Linked DNA regions of Mus musculus: regions 1, 3, 4 and 5 are each linked to region 2. A link is a contact called in public HiChIP or PLAC-seq and promoter capture Hi-C data. All regions are on one chromosome and are shown on one strand. Each heading gives the region's core, a stretch centred on a gene start, on an enhancer-like site or on the middle of the called end of the contact. The rest is flanking DNA. Distances are from core to core; before and after follow the strand shown.

Region 1 (2,700 bases), core at 126-2,625, 650 kb before region 2:
TTCTTTTTTTGGGGGGGTGTTTTTTTGAGACAGGGTTTCTCTGTGTAGCCATGGCTGTCCTGGAACTCACTCTGTAGACCAGGTTGGCCCTCACTCAGAAATCCACTTGCCTCTGCCTCCCGAGTGCTGGGATTAAAGGCATGCGCCACCGCGCCTGGCTGGTTCTTTTTTTTATAAACTACGGATGCTGAGAAGATGACAGCAGTCATGACTGGTACTCTGAATGGATTTATTCAGATTGGTCTTTTTCACAGTCACAGATATTCCTCTAAGCAGAACAACCTCATTGTACAGATAGGTAAACTGAGGCACAAGGTGTTATTCAGCCTCTGCTTAGTGATGCATTGTTAGGTCTGCCAGTGTCCTCATTAAAGAAGGGACCCAGAAATGACTGGGACAGGGCCAAAGGGAAAGAGTAAAGGCTGAGGACAAGCTGGGCATGGTGGCGCACACCCTTGACTCCAGCACTTGGAAAGGCAGAGGCAGGTGGATTTCTGGGTTCCAGGCCAGCCTGGTCTACAGAGTGAGTTCCAGGACAGCCAGGGCTACACAGAGAAACCCTCGAAAAACTAAAAAAAAAAAAAAAAAAGAAGAAGGCTGAGGACAGAGGAGAGGAGGAGAAGGGAGGGGAGGGGAGGGGAAGAGAAGAGAGAGAAGAGAAGCGAAGAGAAGCGAAGCGAAGCGAAGCGAAGAGAAGAGAAGAGAAGAGAAGAGAAGAGAAGAGAAGAGAAGAGAAGAGAAGAGAAGAGAAAAGAGAAGAGGCAGAGAGGGAAGCAAGCATAGGAATCCTCCGCCTCCTGCCTCAGCCACAGTCACACACTGCCACATCCAATATGTCTGTCACCCTCAGACTGATCCTATAGATGGTAATGTAATTTCAATTTCACAAGCAAGGTTCAGAGAGGTCAGACAATTACTCAAGACCACACAGCTAGCAGGGGGGAAAAGCTAGGATGTAGACTGGGGTATGTGCATGGCTTTCCCTTGAAGGTGTTCCAGACAGAATGGCTTCTCTGTGACCTCTCACAGACCTCTTCCACACCTGTGGACACATTCAAAAGGTTGCCCAGAGAGCCAGGCTGTAACTTGAGCTTCACCAAGCTTGGGGCAACCAACTGGATAGGTGGGCAGGTGACAGCCAGGGCAGGAACATCTGCTCAAACATTATGAGCACGGGTGCTCCCGAGGAGCCACCTGTAATTTCAGTTCCAGTGTATTCAAGGCTGCAGTCTGCAGCATGGGCAACAAGCAGACTGTGTTTAGTCACGAGCAGCTGGAGGAATACCAGGTGGGTGTGTGCAGTGGATCCTGCCAGGCTGGCACAGCCCTGTTTGGGACATCAGGCTGTCTGTGTGGATTTGGAGTGTGTAGAGGGGCACAGGGAGAGATGACCCAGAGGCAGGTCTGGATCAAGCTGGTTTCTCTCCCCACAGGACTGTACTTTCTTCACGAGGAAGGAGATCATGAGGTCAGTGGGGGAATGAAGGGAGGTGACACCCCAAAACAACTTTCTAGTCACTGCTGGGCCTTTGTGCAATCTTTTTGCTATTGTTCTGTTTTGTTTGCTTGAGAATGAGCCCAGCCTAACCTCAACATTACCTCTGCCTCTTGGGTGCTGGGATCACAGGTATATGTCACTGTAGCTGGCTGCAATTAAAAAAAATATTATTGCAGGGGGGCGTGATGTGTGAGTGTGCAAATGTGTGAATATGTGATATAGTGTGTGTGTTGCAGTTAGATGACAATTTGCAGAGTTGATTTTTTTTTCTGCCCCCTTTAGGTGGGTTCTGGGACTAAATAGCTGGTCCAGCTTTCCAGTCTCTCTTTCCACCACATGAGTCTTAGGGGTCAAACCCAGGTCATCAGGCAGGTTGTTGCCATATTGGGTCCTCTTGGTTTTCCTTTTCTCTTTCTTTCCTCCTTCCTTTCTTCCTTTCTTTCACTGAGAGACAGGGTTTCTCTGTGTAGCCCTGGCTGTCCTAGAACTCCTTCTGTAAATCAGGCTCACTCTGAACACAGAAATCCACCTGCCTCTGCCTTGCAAGCCTGTACCACCATGCTTTGATGTGGGTGTTGCCTCAAGGTCAGTGGACTGAGGCAGAGACTGTTGGCTGAGAAGTCACACCCTGTCATACTGGCTGAGGTTTTGTACTGAGGAACTTGTCCTTTTACCTAAGGGTAGCAGGGAGCCACAGAAGGTGCGAGAGCCTTGGAGAGGCACACTGGCCCTTTGAGGTTGGGAGTCCACTGCAGAGCTGAGATCCAGCCCTCAGCTGTAAGTGGCAAGGAGATTGTGGGGGAGTATTGGCAGCCCTTGGGTGACTGCAGGTTCCTGGCTTGAGCCCAACAGGATGGACAGAGATGAAACTCCCATGACACCCTTCTGTCTGTTGGACCATTATCTGTGAAACCCAAGCTGGCTGCGGTTCAGCTGTGGGGCATCAGGTCGAGTCCCTCTTATGTGGGTACAGGGCATCCATTATTGATGGGTACACCTCTCACCCATCAGCCCATTGTCTGTGAGGACTACTGGAAGGTCACTTTGGCCATCACGATCAGATTACTGGTGGGGAAACTGAGGCTTGGGCAAGGAGAACTTCAGTTCCCAGGGCAGATGGACAGAGTCCTGACTGGCCCAGGCTTCCAGATTGTTAAACAGAGTAACCAAGGTTGGGAGGAGAGAGGAACTCACTGAATGGC
Region 2 (2,700 bases), core at 153-2,652:
TGTGGAATCCCCTGGCCCTGGAGTTGCAAGCAGTTGCAAACCACCTGATAAGGATTCTGGGAACAGACCACCGAGTCATCTCTCCAGCCCCTCTGTTTACTTCTAAAGACAGTGTCTTGTAGTCCCTACTTTCTTCCAAGTGTCCACATTCCCATTGCCTCACCCTCTGAATTGATGACAGTGACGGCAGGCCTGTGTTATTGTGCCTGATTTGTTCAGATATATACACATTGAGAAGATGGCTCAGTGGATAAGAGCACCAGCATTTCTGCTCTTGCAAAGGGTAGAGTTTCAGTTCTCAGCATCCACACAGTGGCTAGTAACCATCTGTAACTCCAGTTCCAGGAGCCTAGAAGCCCTCCTATGACTTCCACAGATACCTGACATGCACAGACATACATACATGTAGGCAACACACTCATACACCTAAAACAAATGATGATGATGATGGTGATATTTTAATAAACAGCTACTAGAAGCTTGGTCCTCAGGGCGACAGGAAAATGCCTGTCTATGCCATAGGTGCAGTTTCCAGGGTCAGGCACTCTGTGAATCAAGATCTCCATCCTTGGGCTTTGTGACCCTGCCTGAGTCCAAGCAAGACTCAGAGCTTCATCTCCTGACATCTCCTCGGTTGCCCTCCCACAATTTTTTTTTTTTTTTAAAGACAGAGTCTCTATAGGTAGCCCTGACTGGCCTAGAACTAGCTATGGAGACCAAGTTGGGCCCCACTTCCCCGTACTCACAGTTTGCCCGCCTCTATCTCCTGGGCTCTGCCTACTTCTCCGACTCTCCAAACACCGCCCCACCCATCCAAACGGCGGGGCAATTCACGCCCCCTCCCAGACAAGTCTATTTCCAGGCCCCGACCCAAGACCACAACCCACCTGCGTTCTCCGCTCAACCAAACCCCACCTCTCCTCCCCAACACCTGTCAGAACTAGAGCCCTCCTACCTCTGCCTTGCAAGACTCCCTTTCTGGTCCCTTCACCCTGGGGACCCCACCCATCATCGTCCACAGGACTCAGACCCCGATGTTGGGATGTCCCTGAGGCCCGTCCTCTTAAGTCCGCCCTTCAGGAGCCTTCTTAAGCTCCGCCTTAGCCACGCCCCTTCCCACTCATCACATAGACCACGCCCCTCTTAAATTTTGCTTGTTCAACCCCGCCCCTCGTCTCCCGGTTCACCTAGGGGCTAGGCTCCACCCCTCTACAGGGGTGGAGCCCCCTCGGGATCTCCTAGCATGGCCCCTCCCAGACCAACCCCACAAAACCCCAGTTCCTCCTTCCCCAGCACACCCGGGGGAGGCGCCCTCGGCCGACGCGCAGTAAAAGAACACTTTCTCCCAAGTTTTTGCTCATTTTCCACGACCTATCTGGTACCAGCACTCGAGCCCCGGTGGCGTCCATACCCCAGGACTCCCGAACGCCTACTGCCGCCTCCCTCCATCCAAGGCCCGCGCCATGGGCCGTTCCTACGGAGGTCGGGTACTGGCCGCGATGACCCTACTGGGCATCCCGGCCGCGGTGCTGGTCGCGCTGGCTGCGCAGCTGCTGTTCCAGCTCCAGGCAGGGCGCGCGGAGCTTCGGCGCGTACGCACCGACGGGCTGCACCCGGAGCTGGACCCCGATGCCGGGCTACCTGAAGCTGCGGCTGGGGCATTGCTGCCGCTGGCGACCGCGCTGGCCGCGCTGGCACAGGTCCTCGGGCTTAGCTGCTTGCTGCTCGCCGCGCTCTGTGGTCACCTGGGCGCCGAGTTGGCACGCGGGCCGGGGCCGGGCAGGTAGGATACCACCGCCTCTACCTACAGAGAGGGAAACTGAGACTCCGAGAGCACACCGGTTTCTCGGGGTGATACTAACAGGGCCTCAGCGCGCCCCCTTCTTCCTGCGCTGGTGCTTCCCGTGTATGGGGGCGGGGGACACATGTCAGTCATCGGAGCTGCACCCCAACCTCGAGGCTTTCCTCTCTGAAGCGGGGTTCAGGAAGGGCGGGACTGACAGTTGTGGATACGCAGCAAGCCGCAGCCTGGTCACCTGCTCAAGACTCTGAGCTCGGTGGTGCAGGTGTAGGGACTCTACTTGGAACAGTGGGGATGCGATGAGATGCTCTCGTTGAGTCAACCACACCCTTGTCCCAACTTTGACCCTCCACTGTGTAAGGAAGTCTGGTGCTGGTTGGAAATTGGTAGATTCAAGCAAATGAGTGGTGGGTGCGTGGATAGATGGGGGTAGGGGTACATGCGGTGATGTTACAGCTGGATGACTGGCTAGGTAGGTAGGCAGGTGGAGGGCTGAGACTCTAAACTTTGGTTTCTGGTGTCACTGGGTCACTGTCCCCCTTCCTGCCCCCCCACCCCCACCCCAGGTCGGACTGGTTTCTGTATGACTGCCGCCTCCTCAGGCACTCAGCGCTTGGCCTGTTCTGCTGTGGGGTCTCCGTCTACTTAGCAGGTAGTGTGTGATGGGGGGACAAGGGACCTGGGGCAGGGTGCACACAGATCTCTGGACCAGTAGCCTGAGTTCAGGCAGTTGCCCCAACACTTTCTCTTGGATATGTTTCTCTTACTCTGTGCTTTAGTTTCCCCATAATTGAAGAGTGGTGAGTAGATCATTATATATACAAGAGTTGGTGCTTAGAGTGAACAGAGGGTTCTCTGTTAATGCTCATTATGTATCATTATTACTACTTATCTTGTAG
Region 3 (2,700 bases), core at 134-2,633, 930 kb after region 2:
AAGACACCGAGGGCCAGAGAGGCAACCTGGGCTGGCTGAGGTTGCATCTGTCTGCGGCCTGTGGGGTTAGGTGGGGTACAGAAGTGCTGAGAACATCGAGGCCTGTCCCAGCATCCAGACCGCACAGGGCTCCCCGTGTGGGAGTGGGCAGCTGCTCGGCCCACTCCCGAGCTCCATATCTACGAAGCCATCTGCATCCCAAGAGACTTTGGGCCGTCCCCAGCCTCAGTTTCCCCACCTGTGACCCATGATGGTCCTGTCTCAACCTCTCATCTCACGCAGCAAGACAGCTGTATCCTGATCCTTGGCCTTTGCTCTGCAGCGCAGAGAGGCTGAGAAACTTGTCCAAGGTCACATGGGACCGCGGGATAGTCCCTCAATTTGTAGCGTGCACCCCCGGCCCCCGCTGTACCCCTACCCTGACGATGTAGACCACAGCAGCCTTTCACAGAAAGAGAAACTGAGGCTCAATGGCTGGCCTGGGACCAGAAGACTGCAGTATTATCCTCTGGGATATGATTCGGAGATCAGCAGCTCGCCCAGGGCAGAGAATCCAACTCTGAGACTTAAATTTGGGGGAAAACGGTCAGAGATGAACATAATCCCAGAACCCCACTCTCACCGGCCAGGTGGCCACCATGCTGTGCCTCCTCACAGAGTGCAGATACCTCAAAACTGCCCACAGCTGCGATCCCAAGGGCGGTGCCACCTCTCTCCACATTGATCTTTAAGAGTCACCCCCGTAGGCAAAGGGTCCTGGAGCAAACAGGTAGTTCTGGGCAGTGCATCAGGGGTGGGGCTTGGATCTGAGGAGGAGTGGTCTGGAATCAGTTTGGGGAGGGTTCTGGGGGTCATCCTGGTCTTGGACAAAGGAGATGGCGGGTGAAGACTTACCATGCACCTACCTTGTCTTCACAGGGGGACATGGAGTAACCCTAGTCAGTCATTAACCTGGAGTGACCCCACAGGTCAGAGGCCACCCAGCAGTATGTAAATACTGGGAGGGACCCCAGCAGGAGCCCTTGATGACACCTGGTGCCCCTCCTTGCTCACTCCTGTCTTCCCCAGAGGCCCTAACTACAGCCACTACCCTTTCAGGGCCCAGGCTGACCGTGGATGGGGCTCCTGGCACCTTCATCCTCCTCCTCCATCTTCTATCTGAGCCTGAGACGAACTGCCCACCCCCTCCAGCCACCTGCCGCCTCCTGTTTGGAAGGAGGCCCGCAGCAGATTTCCTCTTCCCTCCATTCCCAAGAGGAACCCCTGGTCTGGGGATACTGAGGCAGGCACAGGGCAGGGCACGTGTGAGCATCCAGTCATCCTGAAAGGTAAATCTGGTTCCTGAAGCGACAACTGTTCGTACAGGGTTTTGAAGGATTGGTAGGAGTCCCACAGAGGACACCGAAGAGGTGCAGTCCCTGATTTGTCCTTATGTCCCAGCCCATTTGGGCACGGCTGTAATGTCTACTCCTGGGACACTGAGGCATAGGGGTGACTTGCCTGAACTTGCCTTTTCTAGGTTTTCCTTGGCTTCACCTTTGATGGGGGTGGAGGGAGGAGGGAGGGAGAGAGGAGGAAAGAGAGAGGGAGAGAGTCCTGGTCCCAAGAGGAAGGAAGAAGCCACTTGAACTTCAGTCTGGACTCCATCACATGTTCTGTGGGGACGATCAGCCCTCACTCAGGTCCCAGCCCGGCGGTTTCCCTCCCTCCCACCCCCTCCCCCTGCGGAGCCCTGGGATTCCCGCCCGAATTAGCCTGGTCACCCGAGTTGGCATCGCACACGGGGGCGGAGCGGACAGAGTCCAGTGGGTATAAAGGCAGCTGCAGAGGGCTTAACTCAAAGACACACTCAGGACACAAGCGACATGGCCCCGCCCGCGCTCCAGGCCCAGCCTCCAGGCGGCTCTCAACTGAGGTTCCTGCTGTTCCTGCTGCTGTTGCTGCTGCTGCTGTCATGGCCATCGCAGGGGGACGCCCTGGCAATGCCTGAACAGCGACCCTCCGGCCCTGAGTCCCAACTCAACGCCGACGAGCTACGGGGTCGCTTCCAGGACCTGCTGAGCCGGCTGCATGCCAACCAGAGCCGAGAGGACTCGAACTCAGAACCAAGTCCTGACCCAGCTGTCCGGATACTCAGTCCAGAGGGTGAGTAGCAACCAGGGACCCACTTCAGGAACACCCTCTCCAAGCTCCAACCAACACACTCAAGTCCACGAGCCCAGCCCAGCTTCCGAGACTCAGTTTCCCCTGCTGTGACCTCTGGAGCTGCCAGCAGCGGGCTCAGCCAGAGTAGGACGGATGACCGTCCCTAGACCGGAGCTGGACAAATGATGTCCAGAGAGGTCAAGGTCGCTCCTGGAGATGCACAGCACTCGAGTTGGGGAGGACATGGGGGAAGGTTAGAGGGTCCTGGAGGGAAGAGGGAGGGACAGGAGCCAGGTTGGGAGCCAAACGGAAAGAACCTGCGGGAACTGGATCGGAAATCTGACGCAATCGCTTGTAAAGAGACTGCTACAGTAACAAGTGACAGTCGCTTGGATGGGAGGGAGGAGGATCCAGGGGACTGGACTCAGCTCTGGGACCCAGCAGGGCTGAGGGCGGGCCCAGGCTGATTTGGGTCACGCCCCCTTACAAATCCGCTAGGGTTGTGTGAATCCAAGCGAACTGTAGCTCTCCCTAAAGATCTGCAAAGCTACACTT
Region 4 (2,700 bases), core at 86-2,585, 890 kb before region 2:
CTCTTTGACACACATGTTTTGTTCACTTGTTTCTGGAAAGTTCTGTGTGGGTACTGGGAAGAAACAGAAGCTGCACCTGTCCTCTTAGGAAGACTCTGCTCGATGGATGTGGAGTCAGACTCCACATCAGACCAAGCCATGGGCACCTGCTTCCGATTCAGGATCTTGGTTTCAATCTGGGCCAGTTTCCTAAGGGCCTCACTGGCTCTGGTCTTGGAGGAGATGGTGGGAGGCCTCAAGCCCAGACTCACCCCCCTCCCTGCCATGGCCTCCTCTTTGGGCATCAAATATTTCTCGTCCATCGTTTGGTTTCTCTTTAAGATTCTGCTCTGCCCAGGTGTCACTTGGCCAAGACTTCGGGCTTGTAAGTTTCTGATCTCTTCCATCCTCGAGCTATCTAAGAACATATCCCTTAAGTCAAAACCACTACGTGGAGGGCCAAAGGGTCTTCTTGTGGAAGCCATTCTAGGAAAATAAAGATTGTGTTTTCAGCCTTTAAAAGTACTTCACTGTATAAGTATACTTTTTGTTTTGTTTTTATTTTTTTCAAGATAAGGTTTCCCTGTATAGCTCTGGTTTTCCTGGGAGCTCCTTAGATCAGGCCTGCCTCCCAAGTGCTGTGATCAAAGGTGTATGCCACCACCACCCAGATAAAAGTATTTCTTTTAATAAGCTGTAGGGCGTGTGGGACAGGCATAAGAACTGGTAAGGTTGAGTGAGCTCAAAACCAAAGAATCGGGGCTGGTGAGATGGCTCAGTGGTTAAGAGCGCCGACTGCTCTTCTGAAGGTCCCGAGTTCAAATCCCAGCAACCACATGGTGGCTCACAACCATCCATAACGAAATCTGATGCCCTCTTCTGGAGTGTCTGAAAGACAGCTACAGTGTACTTACATATAATAAATAAATAAATCTAAAAAAAAAAAAAAAAAAAAAAAACCAAAGAATCTCAGAGAGATTTGAGGACAGGCGTCCAGATTCGTACCTATATCTGTACCTGCTCTGGAACCTGTAACCAGGATACACAACTGAGAGGACCCATATCACACAGCACCTGGAGTTCTTCTCCATGCTAATAACACTGCCTATACTCAGTTTCCTCGCTATTGTTTGCAAGCCCTAAGGGATCATGCCCCATCGCTCTCCAGATGAGGAACCTCTGGTGTGGGTATGCCGCCCGTTTTCCTGAAGCCCCTTGCCAACCCACTTGATCACTGTGAGGTCACCTGAGTAGCTGCGTTGGCTTCTTCCCGCTAGGCTTCAGCCTCAAAGTATAGGCCCCAGTGTGCGGTTGCCTCAGGAGACAGCGCCAGAGCAACTAGAGACTACATTTCCCGTCGGCCACCGCGCTCCACCCACCAATGAGCAACTCAGGTCACAATCCCGGGCGTCACGGGACCAGTAATTTCAGCGCACCCATTAGCGTCCCCAGGTCATAATCCCAAGGCATGCCGGGAGTTGTAGTTTCTGAGTTGCGCCCGTCAAGCGGTACGGACGCCTGAGAGCAGAGAGTTGAAGTCGCACGTGCAGCTATGGTCTCGGCTCGTGCATTGCTCTGGGCCATCTGTGTGCTGCGCGTGGCACTAGCCACTGTGTACTTCCAGGAGGAGTTTCTAGACGGAGGTGAAGGCGATTGCCGTGGTGGCTGGTGGCCTGTGTCCACCATCTATGATATGGACCCGTGCGCTTTGCACCACTAACCCTCCTGTCTCCCCACAGAGCGCTGGAGGAACCGCTGGGTGCAGTCCACCAATGACTCCCAGTTTGGGCACTTCAGAGTCTCATCGGGGAAGTTCTATGGGCATAAAGAGAAAGACAAAGGTTAGTGTAGAATCGGGAGCAAATAGAGTAGAGTTAGAAACCTCATGGCACCCTGACAACGCACCCACCGTTCAAGCCAGGACACTGAGGCACATGCAGGCTCTGCAATACCCTGTTTGGGTTTACATTCCTTTACGATTGACCAGAGTAGCCGGGCGGTGGTGGCGTACGCCTTTAATCCCAGCACTCAGGAGGCAGAAGCAGGTGGATTTCTGAGTTCGAAGCCAGCCTGGTCTACAGAGTGAGTTACAGGACAGCCAGGGCTACACAGAAACCCTGTCTTGGAAAAAGAAAAAAAAAAAAAAATTGACCGAAGTGTGTTTTGGTTTAGTCTTTGAGCAGTCTCATGTAGCCCTAGATGGCTCTAACTCTCAGCCTCCCAAGTGCTGGTTACTTTTTCCACATCTATGTATGTTGGAGGCAGTATGCACCTTGAGTGTGGATTGGAATGACAGTGGAGGTGCTCAGAAAGTGCTGGAATGACAACTGGAGTCAACAGGAATGACTGTGTTGGCATTTTTCAGTAGTTGCCCAAGATCATCTCACTTCATGAAAATTGGAACCATGCTGTAGCACAACCTAGAATCCTAGCACTCCAGGGTCTTCATGAGGCAGGAAAATCACAAGTTCAAGACCAGCCTAGCTATAGAGTGAGCTCTGGCCCACCCTAAGATACAGCCAGGTCTTGGCACAAAACAAAAAGAGGGGAAATCAAAATGAAAAGTGGGGCCAGCTAGATTGGCCTGTGGCCAAGCTTGGTAACCTGAGTTTGATCCCCAGAACCTACAGGGTGGAAGGAGAGAACCTATGCCCACAAGTTGTTCTCTAACCTTGGCACATGCCCCAACCCCACAAAATGAACGAATAAATAAATAATTAA
Region 5 (2,700 bases), core at 99-2,598, 830 kb after region 2:
TCAGACACTGGTCCAAGCACTCACAGCTGCCCACCCTCCTTGCCTAGCACAGAGCCCTGGGCTCCATCCCCAGCAGCACACAGAACAGGCAACAGCCCTCCCTTCACTTTGGGTTCCAGAGCTTAGGAGGTGGAGCTGGAGGCATAGGGATTAGAACGTCATATTTGGTTGCAGTCAAAGTTCGAGGCTAGCCTGGGCTACGTAAGACCCTGTCACATTGAAAGGAAAAAAAATCGAAAAAAAATCTCTCTGTCTCTGTCTCTCTGTCTCTCTGTCTCTCTCTCTCTCTCTCTCACACACACACACAGAGGCAGAGAGAGACAGAGAGACACAGAGGAACCATAAATCTAAAACAAATGAAGGTAGAGGGGTCTGGAGAGATGGCTCAGTGATTCCAGCAATGGCAGCTGGAGACCAGGGTTCTGTAACTCCAGTTTCAGGGCATGGATTGGCCTTTCCTAGCCTGAGTGGGCCCTGACCTCTGCGGTACACAGACAAACCATTCAGGCGGAAACCCCCATACAGAAAATAATAAAAAATATTTTTAGGGCTGAAGAGATGGCTCAGTGGTTAAGAGCAGTGGCTGCTCTTCCAGAGGTCCTGAGTTCAATTCTCAGCAACCACATGGTGGCCTACAACCATCTGTACTGGGATTCAATATCCTTTCCTGGTGTGTCTGAAGATAGCGACAGTGTACTCATAAGTAAATAAACAAACAAACAAATCTTTAAAATGACTTTTATCTTGCATTCAGGCCCTGGGCTCAGGGAGCCTCATTGTCCCTTTTCAGAGCAGGGACCTCAGTCCCCAGCTCCTGCACTGAGCCCAGTCCCGGCCTACTCACCTCAGTCCACAGGAAGGACAGGGCCGTGCCACTCCGCCTCATGGTGCAGGCTTCTGTGATGACAGGGATCAGTGAGACCAGGTCCCAGCCAGTTGCTGGGCCACCCCACGCCCCCAGAGCCCAGAGCCACATCAGCAAGGCAGCGAAGTCACAGCTGCCTGGCGAGGCTGCTGCAGGTACTCCCGCCCAAGCTCCCTACCCTGGCCAGCCCTAGGGACTAGAATCCTGGGTCCAGGTCACCTAGGAGAACCGTTCAGCGCCCGGAGGGACTCTTGCGCTTTGTGGGGTTTCTGAGAGCCGAGTTTCATGAGAGGTAGGCCTTCTCACACTGACACAGGTGTGGTACTCACTTCCAGCTGCTCCTGTGGGGACCTGCGCTGTGAGTGTGCTCTGTGACCTCCCAGGAGCAGAGGACAGACGGTCCTATCCCACTCCCAGCTGGGTTCTTTAACTGAGCACCAGACTAGACCCGAGCCAGGAGGCACCCTCGGGACTGGAGGAGGGGGTAAGGGCAGAGTGACCACAAGGGCAGGGAGGTGTGTGTGTGTGCCCAAGTGTGTGACCAAAACAGGGCTGAGGGGGAGGGGAGGAGAGGGGTGAGTGGCCAGGCAAAGGTTTACTTGTTAATGTGTTTACACCTGACAGAGGACAGAAATAGCCTGAGACTGAGGCATTACGTTAGTATTTTGGGGTACCAATCAAGGCACCCCAAGGCTTTAGGAAAGCTGTTCTGCTATGCTGTGCTGGTCCAGGCAGCTGATGACACTCTCTGGTCAAACCTTACCCACAAGTTAGAGCTGCAGTCAGAAGTGGGAAAGCCAGGGAGCTGGGACTGGAAGATGGAATGTGGCCTGGGCCTAGGAGATCTTGAGGCCACTCCAGTCTGTGGCTGTGAAGCAAGTTAATGTTTCACCCTACACCCCTCCCCCACAGACAGGCCAGGAGACCTCTCACCACCTACTCCAGTGGTCATCAGAGCGTGACCTGCTGTGGGTGGAGGTCACTTCAATCTGCTGTCAAACATCATAGCAACGAGGGAGACACCCTCACCTGTACTGAAGAGTGGGTCCTGTCTCACCCTAAAGTCGGCTGTCTGAAGGGTTACCAGACTGGAGCCTGAGCCACTGAGGGAGTGGTGGAGAGCAGGGTGTGCAGAGAGGAGCTGAGGCAGCCAGCTCCTTCCTCCCCGTGACCTCTGCACAGCCCACTTGGTACCTCCTGCCCCAAGGTTTTGAAGATTGCTGGAAAACTCAGATCCTTCCAGCAGTCAGAAGACCCCTCTTCACTTCACGGCCAGGTAGGCCTCGATGTCTTCATCAGGAAATAGGCCCATGCCTCTCCTACTGTAGGGCCTTTTCGTGCCCTGAGTACTTGCCCTGGGTACTTGCTCTGGGTGGGCTTTTTTTTGTTTTTTGGTTTTTCGAGACAGGGTTTCTCTGTATAGCCCTGGCTGTCCTGGAACTCACTTGTTTTTTTGTTTTTTTGTTTTTTGTTTGTTTGTTTGTTTGTTTTTTGAGACAGGGTTTCTCTGTATAGCCCTGGCTGTCCTGGAACTTACTTTGTAGACCAGGCTGGCCTCAAACTCAGAAATCCACCTGCCTCTGCCTCCCAAGTGCGCTACCACGCCCGGCCCTGGGTGGGCTTCTTAAGTCATGTGGATTTGTAGCTTTCCCCAGGCTGCCTCCCGTTAGGTTAGGTCTTCCAGTTCCTTGGATAGTGGCCTCTGTCCTGCCAGGACACTGGGTCACACAGGTCCTGGCTGGGGGGGGGGGGGGTGAGGACAGCAGCCCTGTCCTCTGACCCTGAAATGACATGCTCTGATTGTCATCCCCCCTGAAAGCAGACTCGGGGTTAAC

Evidence for each region. Promoter capture Hi-C pulls out the DNA fragments that hold promoters and counts their contacts. HiChIP or PLAC-seq counts read pairs in DNA pulled down with a chosen protein or histone mark. Capture Hi-C pulls out chosen DNA fragments and counts their contacts.
Region 1: a promoter capture Hi-C map of pancreatic islet shows a contact between it and region 2. The contact joins the promoter of Cib3 here to the promoter of Tmem221 in region 2. A contact is called at or near these places in 3 of 39 promoter capture datasets (the HPC-7 cell line, HPC-7-derived erythroid cells, cranial neural crest and 1 more), 1 of 484 Hi-C or Micro-C datasets (myocytes), 2 of 115 datasets of contacts at active chromatin or transcription factors (embryonic stem cells and stem cell-derived neural progenitor cells) and 1 of 9 other capture datasets (pancreatic islet).
Region 3: an H3K27ac HiChIP or PLAC-seq map of embryonic stem cells shows a contact between it and region 2, with 3 times the contacts expected there. The contact joins the promoter of Gdf15 here to the promoter of Tmem221 in region 2. A contact is called at or near these places in 1 of 39 promoter capture datasets (pre-B cells), 1 of 484 Hi-C or Micro-C datasets (embryonic stem cells) and 1 of 115 datasets of contacts at active chromatin or transcription factors (embryonic stem cells).
Region 4: a contact with region 2 is called in a promoter capture Hi-C map of pre-B cells, with 2.6 times the contacts expected there. The contact joins the promoter of 1700030K09Rik here to the promoter of Tmem221 in region 2.
Region 5: a promoter capture Hi-C map of pre-B cells shows a contact between it and region 2, with 3 times the contacts expected there. The contact joins the promoter of Pde4c here to the promoter of Tmem221 in region 2. A contact is called at or near these places in 1 of 39 promoter capture datasets (pre-B cells) and 1 of 115 datasets of contacts at active chromatin or transcription factors (microglia).

The regions. Positions count from the first base shown.
Region 1 is chr8:72,211,512-72,214,211 of GRCm38.p6, reverse strand. Cib3 (calcium and integrin binding family member 3) reads left to right here and starts at 1,375. Exons shown (of 5, transcript NM_001080812.1): 1 at 1,375-1,468. The coding sequence starts at 1,464.
Region 2 is chr8:71,557,573-71,560,272 of GRCm38.p6, reverse strand. Tmem221 (transmembrane protein 221) reads left to right here and starts at 1,402. Exons shown (of 4, transcript NM_001100462.1): 1 at 1,402-1,783; 2 at 2,368-2,453. The coding sequence starts at 1,464.
Region 3 is chr8:70,630,778-70,633,477 of GRCm38.p6, reverse strand. It overlaps Gdf15 (growth differentiation factor 15), which reads left to right and starts at 1,383. Exons shown (of 2, transcript NM_011819.3): 1 at 1,383-2,145. The coding sequence starts at 1,866. Gm34154 (a long non-coding RNA gene) reads right to left here and starts at 915. Exons shown (of 2, transcript XR_870495.2): 1 at 623-915.
Region 4 is chr8:72,442,515-72,445,214 of GRCm38.p6, reverse strand. It overlaps 1700030K09Rik (RIKEN cDNA 1700030K09 gene), which reads right to left and starts at 1,335. Exons shown (of 8, transcript NM_028170.2): 1 at 1,226-1,335; 2 at 1-465. The coding sequence starts at 464. Calr3 (calreticulin 3) reads left to right here and starts at 1,437. Exons shown (of 9, transcript NM_028500.3): 1 at 1,437-1,622; 2 at 1,719-1,820. The coding sequence starts at 1,532.
Region 5 is chr8:70,722,712-70,725,411 of GRCm38.p6, reverse strand. Pde4c (phosphodiesterase 4C, cAMP specific) reads right to left here and starts at 1,348. Exons shown (of 17, transcript NM_001310465.1): 1 at 1,195-1,348; 2 at 845-897. The coding sequence starts at 886. It overlaps Gm34255 (a long non-coding RNA gene), which reads left to right and starts at 884. Exons shown (of 3, transcript XR_379077.3): 1 at 884-1,020; 2 at 1,778-2,141.